Regions from separate parts of the Ovis aries genome. Here region 2 is linked to region 1. A link is a contact called in public Hi-C data. All regions are on one chromosome and are shown on one strand. The core of a region is the stretch at or near the end of the contact, and the rest is flanking DNA. Distances in the headings are between cores, read along the strand shown. Region 1 overlaps PPM1H (protein phosphatase, Mg2+/Mn2+ dependent 1H). Region 2 overlaps PPM1H (protein phosphatase, Mg2+/Mn2+ dependent 1H).

Region 1 (6,604 bases), core at 1,919-4,418:
CAATAGAAAAGAAAAAATGTGTTAGAAACTACTGATTTTAGGGATGTTAAAATATGAAAAACAAGAACACCGTGTGAGTCTTGGCATGGATTGGACATTCCGGGGTATAGCACACTGAGAACTCGGTTCCCCTATTTCAAGTGATGGGCGTGATGGTCGTCCGGCTCCTCAGTAGCTGTGGGACCTTGGGTAATTCCCTTCACCTCAGTGTGCTTCAGTTTATTTATCCGATGCTGCTGACAGAACTAACTGTGATTCTCTCTTATTTAACATATGCCTAGGGACTTCCCTGGTGGTGCAGCGGCCAAGAATTCAGCTGACAATGCAGGGGACACAGGTTCGCTCCCTGGTCCTGGAAGAGCCCACGTGCTGCTGAGGAATGAGGCCAGTGAGCCGCAACTACTGACGCTTGAGTGCTCCAGGGCCCATGCGCTGTAACAAGACAAGCCACAGCGCTGGGAAGCCCAGACACTGCTCTGAAGAGCAGCCCCCGCTCGCTACAACTAGAGGAAGCCCGTGCGGAACAGCAAAGATCCAGCAAAGCCAAAAAAAAAAAAAAAAAAAAGAAACCCCACAAAAAACACGTGCCTAGCACTTATTGACTATCTTATTCCTGCTGTTACTTAAATCTGGCCAGAGTGGAATCATGAATTTCACAAATGTTGAACGGTCTTCTTTACTCTGAGTGAGTTCACCTACTCTCAGTTGCCAAACCTTTAGACACTGTTTGAAGTAAGTGGTAATGATTTTGTCTCCTCATTGCCTTAGTGCTCTAGAAATAAAAAAGAAATTATCTCCCCAAATGGAGTCAAACATCTTCTAAACTGAAGAATCACTTGCAGCCCTAAGGAGCGTGCGACTCAAACACAATGGGGGATAGTTTGCATATTGCTTTGCATGACATTTGCATGCCCCCAAGTTCAATTTTGCTGGAAGTGAAAAATCCGCCCAGCAGCTGCTGCTTTCCTAGTCCCTTATGATCCCCTAGGTGCTTTCAACTGGGAAAAATAAATCAACTGGCGTGCATCAAGTAGTCATCCCACGAGCCTGTGGTGTGGGGTTACCTGGGATGTGGAGGGAAGGGCAAGGCTGTTCCAGGCAGTTATCACCTGGCAGCATTGTGGACCATCCCACACAGAGGGTGGGCACTGACTCAGAAACCAGTAAAGCCACATATAACACCAGCTGCTCCTGAATACAAGCCCCAAGCACACATTGTGCCTGATAGTAAGTCAGCGGATGCAAAGCTCACAAAGCAGCTTGAAAAACAGTCACTGACCACCAGCACTGGTGGCTTGATGGTAAAGAATCCACCTGCCAACGCAGGAGACACAGGAGACCTGGCTTGGATCCCTGGGTCAGGAAGATCCCCTGGAGGAAGTGGCAACCCACTCCAATACTCCTGCCTAGAAAATTCCACAGGCAGAGGAGCCTGGCGGGCCACCATCCATAGGGTCACAAAGAGGCGGACACGACTGGGCAACTGAGCATGCATACAGGACCACCAGTACTTTCCAAATCAAGCCAGTGCAGAGCTTCTCTTTCCCTGAAAGTAAATAACTGTGGGGTAGTGAACCTAAGACAAAGATTTGCTTCACTCTCAAAACTGTCCAGATTTAAACCAAAGAGATGGATAGCCAATATCTGGCAGTAAATAGGAAAACTCAGCAACTAATCAGGGCTCTGTCGTCAGAATTCTCAGTTGGCCTGATCATCTGTTTAAACTGAGCTCTCGGATTCATGACCCCTTGCCCGTAAGCCGTAACGGACCTACGTCCACACAGGTCTGATAAAAACTCACTTAGTTGCTGTTTCTGGGGAATAACTGAATATACCTGTGAACTCAAACACAGGTATAACAAATGAATAAACTAGGCAATGATGCTACGTAAGATGATATCAAATATCTATTGTTTATACTAGAGCTGAAAATACACAAATAAGTGTCATATTAGCTATATTTGGACAGTGGCTGCAATACCAACTCATATTGCTCTTAGGGTTCTATGTGACCTACAGCCCATAAGCGAACAGCAAACCCAACCAGCCATCAGCCATAGAACTCCAAATTCATATCTGGGTACTGGGGCCAGAATACTACAAGTGTAATTAAGCTGACTAGGTTTTAAAGATGCTATTTTCTCATAAGATAATTTGTGTGTTTGGGGGTCAGTGCTTTACAGCTTTCATACAGATAAAAGTACCTGTGAAACTTTTCAAATTATTGGGAATAACCTGTAAAACACCATACTTTTATGGACGCTTAGAAACAGTCATTTGAAAATTTAAAAAACGGACTCCAAGAAAGATGAACCAACCGAAACAGCCTTTGGGGCTTTGCTTTCCCCAAGTGCCACTCCTCACTGTGCCATCTTGAGAATGCCAGAAGTGTTAGAAATCAACATTTGGTCCAACAGCACCATTTTTAGAGATGAGGAACTCAAGCTCTGGGTCTAGGAACTGGCACTTAAAAGTGGGGGGCAAAAGCCCAGGGGAAGAGGTGGGATTGCCTGGTCCTGGACAGAGGATGGAGCATCTGGGAACCAGGGCTGAAGCTCTGGCTGGTCGGGAGGGGGTGGGGTGGGGTGGGGAGCTCAGGGAGGGGGCTCCACCAAGGAGTTCAGAGCTTCAAAGGAAACTACATTCAAAAGTGAGAACAGGGAGTTGGGGAGGCCCTGCTTCTCTGAAAAGCACAATCCAACATAAAGCTATCCTGGGCATGGAAGCTGGGTTACCTTCCGAGTCTGGGGTCCGCTGATGAAAGATGCTTCCCTGGGAAGAGGGGATGGGAACACAGCACTCAGTCACCAGCACCTGCGTCACTGGAAGGGCCAGGAAGGCAAATTCATTTCTAACAACACGGAACTAAATCCAGACCAAAAAACGGTGAATACAAGTGCAAAAGCTGAATCATCAGTGCAGTTTTACTCAGAACAGAAAGAAATCGTTCCGTGATCTCCCCGTCTCTCTCCAACAAGCTCAAGATCCAGAACAGAATAAGGGCTCAGCGCCAGCTCCTTCGTGTGCATCTTAAAAGGCCCCAGAGATGAGGATTCCTATTTTTAAGATACTCCAGCCCTGGGGAAGGCAAAGAAGAGCAGGAGATGCACTGGTGATTTTCCACTCGCCCCCACCCTGGAGCTGTGGCTCCCGCCTGTGTCTGTGCCCTGGCTGACTAAGCTCTCTGACCCGAGTTCCCTGGGCCCCTTGTCACGTGGCTTCCAGTTGGGCTCATCCAACGGGAGGCCCTGGCAGGAGAAAGGGGACAGGAAGAAGGAGAAAGTCAGGGGCTTCCTCTCACTCTTTCCTGCGGCCCCTGCCCAGGGGCCTTCATCAGCGGCCCCTCTCCCAGCTCCACTGTAGCATTTCTTCCCTGGACCCTGTAGGTCCAGCGGGGTCAATGCCTTCCTGAGCTGAAATGCTCCTAGCCGGTCCCCTTCCTCTCCTTCAGTCAGTTGATCCACATGAGTTGAAGTCTATCTCCTCCTAGGACCACTTAGGGAATAGAAGCCGTGAGATGAACATGGCATCTTATATTCACTTCCATTTACCTGGAAAAATTTTACATTGAAACTGAGATATCTTACGGAGCAGAAAAGAAATTCACATAAGCCTTAAACATAAACAGATCTTCAAAAAACATCAATGTTCAAATCCCCCAAACTGCTGTCTTGGCAGGTCACTCTCCTTTGGTCTCCACAATCTTCAGTGGGAAGACTGGGTGAAGATGCTTAACTAGGGTGACCGGAGACGCCCTCAGGCTCTCCTGCTCTGGAATTCCTGGAATTCTGGTAATCTCCTGGAATTCCTTGATTGCCTGAAGGAGGCTGTCTTCCCTACAACCTGATGGAAACAGGGAAGGCGAGGGGTGGAGACTGATCTCAAGGAGAGCCAGACCAAGCAGCAAAGCTGAGAAGAGGCAAGTGGCCCAGAGGAAGGGGCTGGAGGAAAGACAGCATCCTTAGACCACAGCCCGAGTGGGGAAATCACCCATCGTCTCAGGACTCATGATTAGCGTCCAGGCCTTTGACTGCTTTCAGAATCAGGAGTCAGCCTTTAGCAAAAAGTCCTACTAGAAAGCCAACATATTTTGTTACTTAAGGGGGCGGACGTGTGTAATACATATTAGAGGGCTTTTCACAGGGTCTATAATTTAGTATAGACTAAATAACCGATGTTGCTGAACCTAAAGTGAGCACATACCAGTTATTTAAAAGAAGATTAGGGGGCTCCCCTGGTGGTCCAGTGGCTAAGACTTTGCGTTTCCAATGCAGGGGGTCCAGATAATGATCCCTGTTCAGGGGAGTAAGATCCCACATGCTGCAACTAAGACCCGGCACGGCCAAGTCAATAAACACAGATGCTTTCTAAGTGGTGGTTAGAACATGAGTCCAGGGCTTCCCTGCTGGCTCAGTGACGAAGAGTCCGCCTGCCAGTGCAGGAGAGATGAGTTTGATCCTTGAACCGGGAAGATTCCACATGCCTCGGAGCAACTAAACCTGTGCGCCACAACTCTCGAGCCTGTGCCCCAGAGCCGTGGAGCAGGAGCTTCTGAGCCCGCGTCCCGTAGAGTCTGTGCTCCGCAGCAAGAGAAGCCCGCACGCTGCCGCGAGAGAGCAGCCCCAACCCGGCGCAGCTAGAGAAAAGCCTGCGTCCCAGCAGACACCCAGCAGAGTCAAAAATAAAAGATTAATAATATCAAACAAAAAGACGAGTCTATCTAATTGCTGGTAACACTGGATACAGTAAGGGTTAAGTCATCTTCTGTTGGCCCAAATTCCTCTCAGATGAACCCAGAGGCGAGGAAAAGGCAGCCCGTAGGGGCACATGCATAAAAGGAGGAACTCCCCGGCTTCTGGGAAGGGACAAGGCAAAGTCACCAAGCCAAAGAGGAACTAGCCGGGAAGTCCTCCTGGGTCCCTTCCAAACACCCACTTCATTCAAATCCCTCTCCTTCCTCCTAGCAAATGAAAGCCTTTGCTAAGCTTTCATTGAAAATCAGGTTCTAAAGTCAAAAAACAATTGGATACTACCAGTTTAGGTTAATCACAAGCGTGTGTGTGTGTGTGTGTGTGTGTGCGCGCGCGTGTGCGTGCGTGTGTGTGTGCGTGTATACCGCGCTACAGGCAACTAAGGAGAAGGCAACCTGCACCTTTTCATACCAGCCTGACAAATCTTCTTAAATATATTTTTATCCAGATGTAGAAGGCTTATCTTTCTCAATATCGAATCCCAAACAGAATCGCTTTATTTCTAATCATTTCGTTGTTTTTTTTTTTAAGATAAAAAAACTAAAGGAAGGCATTCGACTTTAGAAAGACCAGAAGGCTCATCTGCTTACCTGCTGTCCCCAGCGTTGGCCACGTACAGCTTCCCCAGAAGGCAGACCACAATGAGTGCTGTGCAGCCACCAGATATATTGTACGAACTCCTCTCTCGCTCAATTTGTAGGTCCTAGAGAAGAAAACAGAGTCAGCGCTGGATTGTACACGGCTTCCCTTGTGGCTCAGATGGTAAAGAATCTGCCTGCAATGCAGGAGACGTGGGTTCTATCGCCGGGTCAGGAAGATCCCCTGGAGAAGGGAATGGCTACCCACTCTACTATTCTTGCCTGGAGAATTCCATGGATAGGAGAGCCTGGCGGGTTCATACAGGAACTGGACAGGTGGGATTGTACAGGATCAAAGGCTTTCTTAGCCTCACTCCCTGACGGCAGCCCTAAGAATCTGAATGTGCTTCAAAGAAGGGAGAGGAAAATCTTTGGTACTGGCTTTTCTACCACTTGATGAGCACTTCTGGAGAGGACACTGGCACCAGACAGTCGCCTCCCAGGCCATCTGCAGACCACAGACAGGAAACAAGGGAAGGCAAACAGATATAATCAGACAAAAAGGAGAAGAATCAAACCAATCATATTCAATACATATTGTGGCTTATGGAAAATTTAGTTTTTGTATGGACAGCTTGAGCTGCCATGTGGAAAATAGATTAGAGAGGCTAATAACACCGAGTGCTTGGATCTGATCAATACTTTCAAGCCCAAAGTCTCCAAGAAATAATTTCCTTTACAGCCGGATAAAAGAGGTGACTTGAAGGACTATGTCCTCAACTCAACTCCAGTAGGAGTCCACCCCCATCTTACTGATCAAAGGGAGAAGCTTCTGAACTCTCATCTGACTTTTTCTTCCTAAGGCCACTGATTCACAAGAGGGACATACTCGAACAGTTACAGGCAACATTCAGTGAGCACCTCCTCTGTTTTACAAATAGAATCTCATCTCGTCCTCACAGCCATATTATTAACCTCACTGTTCAGATGCAGACAACCTGCCGCTGTAGTTTGGATTCTAATCAGGTTCTCCTCTAAAGTCGAGTATTTATTACCTGCCACTTAAAGAGGTCTCCCCAAGAAAAATAAAAATAGAACCACACTTCTATCGACAGACAGGCATCATCCTCAAGACAGACGGCTTTGTGAAATTCCGTGTCAGTGACAGAAGCCAGTGTTCCATGACTTCAGAAAAAATGTGAGTTGAATTAGGAAAATAAACGGGACACTAGCTAAAATAATGCCCAAAGCTCCCATCGTCACGTCACCTACTGT
Region 2 (6,604 bases), core at 2,526-5,025, 89 kb before region 1:
CCAGGTTGTTCCCCAGATCATACCACCTCCACTAGATACCAACCCTTCAACCTGGTCTTACTGTTAAGCCAGAGAGAGGCGCTGACTGCGCTCTCTCCAACCCAACCCTTCCAGCTTCTCTCTCCACCTCTTCTCCTGCTGACATACACTTCCCTCTTTCCGCTTTCCTAAGGACTGCAGTTCAGGTTCACACAAAGCTTACTCGCCCCTTCCCTTGCTGTTCTTCTCAACAACCGTCTCTGTTTTGTTGGTACTTCTGGAGTCCTGACTTTACAACTTGTACCTACTTTCTGTTGACGTTCACTGCTCCTCATGAGCACCTGGACCACGTCAAGAGCATCCTCTCTCCTGATGTTTGCACGCTAAGTCACCTCTGCTGACACTCCCTTGCTGCCACTGCCCGTCAACCCCCTCGGTCCCACCCTTCTAAGAACTCCCTTCTGACTATACTTGTTTCTGAATCCAGCTTCTACTTTTGGCAAATGTTTAAAATATCTTTCTTGCTAACAGTCTAGACTTTATCACCTTGATCTCCTGCAGCCTGCCAGGCTCTTTTGTCCATGGGATTCTCCAGGCAAGAATACTGGAGTGCATTGCCATGGCCTCCTCCAAGGGATCTTCCCAATCCAGGGATCCAACCCACATCTCTTACACTAACACTGACAAGTGGGTTCTTTACCACTAGCGCCATCTGGGAAGCCCCTTGGATACTCTGCTGCTGCTAAGTTGCTTTAGTCGTGTCCAACTCTGTGTGACCCCATAGACAGCAGCCCAGCAGGCTTCCCCGTCCCTGGGGTTCTTTGGGCAAGAACACTGGAGTGGGTTGCCATTTCCTTCTCCAGTGCATGAGAGTGAAAAATCAAAGTGAAGTCGCTCAGTCATGTCTGACTCGGAGTGACCCCATGGACTGCAGCCTACTGGGCTCCTCCATCCATGGGAGTTTCCAGGCAAGAACACTGGAGTGGGTTGCCATTTCCTTCTCCAATGCATGAGAATGAAAAATCAAAGTGAAGTCGCTCAGTCATGTCCGACTCGGAGTGACCCCATGGACTGCAGCCTACCGGGCTCTTCCATCCATGGGAGTTTCCAGGCAAGAACACTGGAGTGGGGTGCCATCGCCTTCTCCCCTCTGACCCTCTAGTAAGAAGGAAACACAGCAGGAGTTGAGTACTTTGTTTATTCACGTCATACCGTCTTCTGCCTGCAGCGCTGCAGTTGCCTTGGAGGATCTCCCTGCAATAATCTAGGCAAGAGACGATGGTGCCATGGCTGCAGGGATGGCGGTGAAGGTGCTGAAAACTGTTCAGTTTTGTCCTTTACCTCTATCCTCAGAGCAACCAGAGTAATTATTTTGAAATGTCAGATAACGTCATTACCCTACTCAAACCCTCTGATGGCTTTCCCATCAAACTTGAAATAAAAGCCAAGTAATGAAACGATCTTCTTTAAAAATCACTCCCTACCCCCAAACTTCCCATTCCCCTTCTCTTTCTTTTTCTCCAGGGATCTCCTGCCTAACATTTTAAGTATTTTGCTTCTTTATCTTATTTTTCCTACTGCTCCCCTGTGCACTTTCCTCCCCACTTAAGTTCTATGCGGACAGAGATTTTTGTTTCTGGTACCTAAAAGACTGCTCAGTGTATAATGAGCGCCCAACAGATGTTTGATGAAGTGAGCAAACCGATGAATACTACTTATTCCTGGCAGTGGCTTTCCTCTGTCCTCATGAATGTTCTTGTTCTTTATGTATTCAAAGCAACAGCAGCCAGTCTTGTTTTCTGTGGCTTTCTGGGGCTTGCTGTTGCCGCTCCAGCCCGTGCTCACTCACATGCACATCCTCTCCTGCTCTGGCCTTGCCTGGCTGTGTGCTGCCCCTTGGAGTCAGTATTTCAGATACATGCTCTGAACATGGGAACTGCAGAGATCACATTCTCTGAACATCTGGACTTGAGAGATTCCCCCGGGCAGCCACATTCATGCCTTTCACCCTTCTGATGAGTGGCAATTCTAGGACTCCTCCCGCACGAACATCTCATGTCTCTATATCCGTTCTGTAATTTTTAGCAGAAAAACCTTTGCTTGTATTTTCAGACTGGCTAAGAGGCCTGTAAGCCAGTCTTCCACAACCATTTCTCTTTTTATCCACAGTCATCATGCCTCAGCTTAAAATTCTCCCGCGGCTCTCTATTATTTTGAAACATAACTTAGCGATGAGGCAGGCCCTCGGTGGTCTGATCTCTGACACTGCTCTGACATCTTCTGTACTCTGCCAGGAGCTCGGAACACTAGCTTACTTGCTGTTTCTTTAATAGCAAGTGGCCTCGTTCTTTTCCCCTCCTGGGCCATTCTTCCTCCAGACCCTCCAAGAGCCAGCCCCCGTGCAGCCCTCAGAGTGCCTTGTCCGGTCACTCATCTGTAAGTGTGATGTCCACAGCCCCACACCCATCCCCCACCTCAGACCCCCCTCCCCATCCCTGATGTACCGCTTCCTGGCGCTTACACAGCACAATCTGAAACTACCTTATTTATTAATTTGCTTGTCTATATTCTGCCTCCCCCTCTAGAACATGAGCTTCATGACACCAGGCACTTTATTTTATTCACTGTAATATCCTCATCTCAACAACAGTGAAGGCACAATTGTGGATGTAAAGTAGATACTAGCGACACGGGTGGATACATGAATGAAGGCTGTCACCTCAGCCTTAGCACACGAGCTTCCCTCCAAAGATAAGCTGTAGACGTGGCTTCCCCATTTACCTTTCCTGAACAGTAAGCTCTTCTGAGGCTGAACTTCCGGGTTGAGTTCTATCAGTGATGCCTTGGATTTTCATTTGCCCCATTACATTAAAATTTTAGGTTCTCTTAAAAAAAAATTTTTTTTTTCTTTTTTTTGCTGTGCTGGCTCTTTGACGCTTCTGTGTGGGCTTTCTCTAGTTGGCAGGTGGGGGCTACTCTCCAGTTGCGGTGCACGGGTTTCTCCCTGCAGTTGCTTCTCTTGTTGCAGGACATGGGCTCTAGAGCCTGTGGGCTCAGTACTTGCAGCACGTGGGCTCAGTACTTGTGGCACATGGGCTTAGTTACCCTGTGGCACGTGGGATCTTTCTGGAGCAGGATTTGAACCCATGTCCCCTTTTATCACCAATATATATCAGTAGACAGTCAGAAAGTTATTTAAAAAATGGCATTTATGATCCCCTTGCTTGTCACTTTCTCCTGATAATTCCTAGGCACCACTTCCAGAGCGATAGCGTTTGTTACAGTACTTCTCCAGTGTTACCAAGACAATTTTCTTCTTCTTTATTCACTCAGGCTAAATCTACTGGTGAAGGCAAGTCCTTCATTGGAAAGTTCTTCTTATCTTTGCTGGATTCCTCCATTCCCAGCCAGAGCCCCCCATTCTGACTTCGTAACCCACAGGCCAGGAACCTGAAGCTCATGCTTTGGCACCATCCACACACATCACTTCCCACGATCTCCCTTCTCTCCTAAGTCATGACTTTTAACTAGAAAGACGGATAGAAAAACCATGTGTTGCCCCAAGTCTTCATTTCCTTCATGGGACTTCAAAGTCATTGAAGAAGAATGTGACCCTTTCTGAGGGTGGTGACGGATCCTCTTCCCTCGCGGACGGCCTCATCTCTACCATGCACTCTGTGGCTCCACTGACACACATCAGTGAGTCACATTCTTCCACTCCCTAACCTCTGGACATGGCCTTGGACGCCTCTCCTCCCCCGGGACTCTCTCTTCCTGGATTCTCCTCGCTTGGCAGAGCCCACTGTGGGCGTAGAGTCAGAGGTTCTGAAGTCACCGCTGAGTCCTCACGTGGACTTGCAGTGTGAACGAGGGAAAGTCCCGCAATCTCACTGCATGTGCTTCCTCAGCTGCCTTTCTTCACGCAAGTTTGCAAGGATTCAATGCAAATATGCCTGAAGGGGAGGGCAGGACGCATTGAAAGAAGAGCATTGACATATATGGGCTTCCCCTTCCCCAGTGGCTCGGTGGTAAGGAATCCAGCTGCTAATGCAGGAGACTTGGGTTTGATCCCTGTGTCAGGAAGATCCGTTGGAGGAGGAAATGGCAGCCCACTTCCGTAGTCTTGCTGGGAAAATCCCATGGGATGGCAAAGAGCTGGACACGACTGAGCGACTGAACATGAGCAGGAGCGCTGACATATATACACTAAAATAGACAGCTAGTGGAAAGCTGCTGGACTGCACAGGGAGCTCAGCTCGCTGCAACGCTATAGGTGGATGGGATGGGGGTGGCGGAGGAGGGAGGTCCACGAGGGAGGGGTTATATGCATATATATACCCGATTCACTATATTGTATAGCAGAAACCAATACAACATTGTAAAGCAATTATATTCCAATAAAAAACAAATAAATAATGCAAATACATCTGGGAAAGTCCTTTGTGAAGAAGGATAAGGTGCTATTTAACTCTAAGTTGTAGCTATTATGGTTGTCAGAGCCTCTGTCATCACCGTGGATGGACAGCACAGAGGCCTGGTTCCCACAGGCAGGAATAGAGCACATCCCCAAAGGATACTGCTTCCAGCTGAGCCCCCAACACACCCCAATTCATACTTTTTATACTGCTGCTAATGATACCAAGGGGGCCAGGTGGCGCTAGTGCTGAAGAACCCGCCAGCCAACGCATCAGACAGGAGACACAGGTTTGATCCCTGGGTCAGGAAGATTCTCTGGAGAAGGGCATGGCAACCCACTCCAGTATTCTTGCCTGGAGAATCCCATGGACAGAGGAGCCTGGAGGGCTACAGTCCATGGGGTCACAAGGAGTCAGACATGACTAAAGCGACTTACCATGCACAAAGATACCAAAGCAGGAAGGACGGCACCTGTGCGACTTTATCCAGAAAGGTCTATGGTTCCACCATACAGTGAAAACGCACAGACTCAGAAGGATATCTCAGAGCTAATCTAAAGAGAGTCCTTCAGGTTGGTGTGAAATAATCATAAATGGAGGACATCCCCTCCTCAGCTAGAAGCTTAGCACTCTTCAAGGAAAGAGTTAAGAGCCCCAGGAACTCTCATTTTGCCCAGAGCAGAAACTAAGTCCTAGGCAGGCAGACCCACATCTCAGAGGGGCTGAGCAGGTCTGGGTGGAGGACGGTAGTAGGCAAAGTGTCTCAGGCTCTGGTCCCCATTTTTGTCTTCCCACACCCAAATCTCCATAGAAGCTTGAATCCCAGGAGGCCCAAGATGAAGCATCACCCAGGCCTGGCTGGTCAGAACAGATACATGCCTGGAGCCCAACTGCTCCTCGTGGCTTTTAAGAGCTTGGCAGAACCCCAATGAAGCAATTCACAGAATCTGCAGAGGCTCTCCCCTCACTTGCCCCTCTCCCCACCCATCCTCCCCAGATCTTCCTGGAAAAAGCACAGTGGGATTGGCAATCACCTCATGTTTCATTTTTCCTACCAGCTGTCTGTAATTTCCAAAGGAGTCGCGCCCCGGGCTGAACCACAGGGCTCAGTGAGCCACATCTTGCTCCTGGAGGTGGCCCTGCGGCAGGGGACCCACCCTCCCTCCTCGCTCCACGAATTTCCTTTAAGGCAATACAAGATGTTGCCACTTTGTCACGTCCAACTCTTTCATCTTTTTTTTTTTTTTTTAAATGTCTACTTTTAAGAGGGCCCTTTCCCTGGTTTCAAAGATTCATAGTAAGGAAATTTCCCACGGCCAGAAAGAGAGAAAGAAATCTTGTATACTGACACATATATATGGAATCCAGAACAACGGTACAGGGCAGGAACAGAAGCACAGGTGTAGACGACAGACTTGCAGCCACAGGGAGAGAAGGAGAGGGTGGATGAACTGAGAGAGCAGTGCTGACATATATGCGCTACCATGAGTAAACAGATGGCTAGTGGGCAGCTGCTGTGCAGCACAGGAGCTCAGCTCTGTGCTCTGTGATGACCAGCAGGGGCAGGACGGGGGGGAGGGTGGGAGGCGCGAGAGGGAGGGGATGTATGTAGACTTTTAGCTGATTAACGTCGTTGCACAGCAGAAACGAACACAACATTGTAAAGCAATTATCCTCCAGTTAAAAATGAAAAAAGAAACTCCCCCTCAATTTCTTACATGTGTCTTTGGATGACATCTTAACATGCTGGAAAAATGTCCCTGCACTGTCAGGGAGGATGAACGTGAACCAAACTTCATGAGGTCAGGATCAAGTCAGAGCCACGGAGAAGGCTGCGAGGCGGCACTTGGGGCCCCAGGGTGAGTAGCAAGAGGCTAAGAATCATCCTCTACAAGCAGGTAGGCTGGGCGTTAGGAGTATCCTTTTTAATGTTTCTAGGTAGAACCAACCTCTCTGCCACAGGCTCACCACCGTATAAGCAGTCTTTCCTTATTTGTAAAACCTGAGTTTTGAGGGATGGGGTCATATTTTAATGCCTTGAGTCCCTGGATTTCTGTGCTAGGAGTTGTCAGTGGGTAACTTGATTACATGATTTCCTGGGAAAGTCCCCCTGTGAGGTCAAGGCTCCACCAACAAATGCTCCTTTATTTCCTCCTTTGGTCTCTGGACTGCCGTTTAAATTAGTTGAAGCCTGCCGGCCCTAAGCTGTA

What was found. A called contact is a pair of places that touch in the nucleus more often than the background predicts.
Region 2: a Hi-C map of tail adipose tissue shows a contact between it and region 1, with 3 times the contacts expected there. The contact joins two enhancer-like sites. A contact is called at or near these places in 3 of 16 Hi-C or Micro-C datasets (skin fibroblasts and tail adipose tissue).

The regions. Positions count from the first base shown.
Region 1 is chr3:156,914,190-156,920,793 of ARS-UI_Ramb_v3.0, reverse strand. It overlaps PPM1H (protein phosphatase, Mg2+/Mn2+ dependent 1H), which reads right to left. Exons shown (of 11, transcript XR_003588833.2): 4 at 5,342-5,454. Among named protein-coding and RNA genes, the nearest start is that of PPM1H, 150 kb to the right of the region's middle. Within about 2 kb of position 3,168, at least 3 of the 54 cell types and tissues checked have an H3K27ac peak or open chromatin away from gene starts, as enhancers often do. A contact at or near this core is called in tail adipose tissue, where this site is marked.
Region 2 is chr3:157,003,327-157,009,930 of ARS-UI_Ramb_v3.0, reverse strand. The region is part of intron 6 of PPM1H (protein phosphatase, Mg2+/Mn2+ dependent 1H); the gene reads right to left. Among named protein-coding and RNA genes, the nearest start is that of MIRLET7I, 100 kb to the left of the region's middle. Within about 2 kb of position 3,775, at least 9 of the 54 cell types and tissues checked have an H3K27ac peak or open chromatin away from gene starts, as enhancers often do. A contact at or near this core is called in tail adipose tissue, where this site is marked.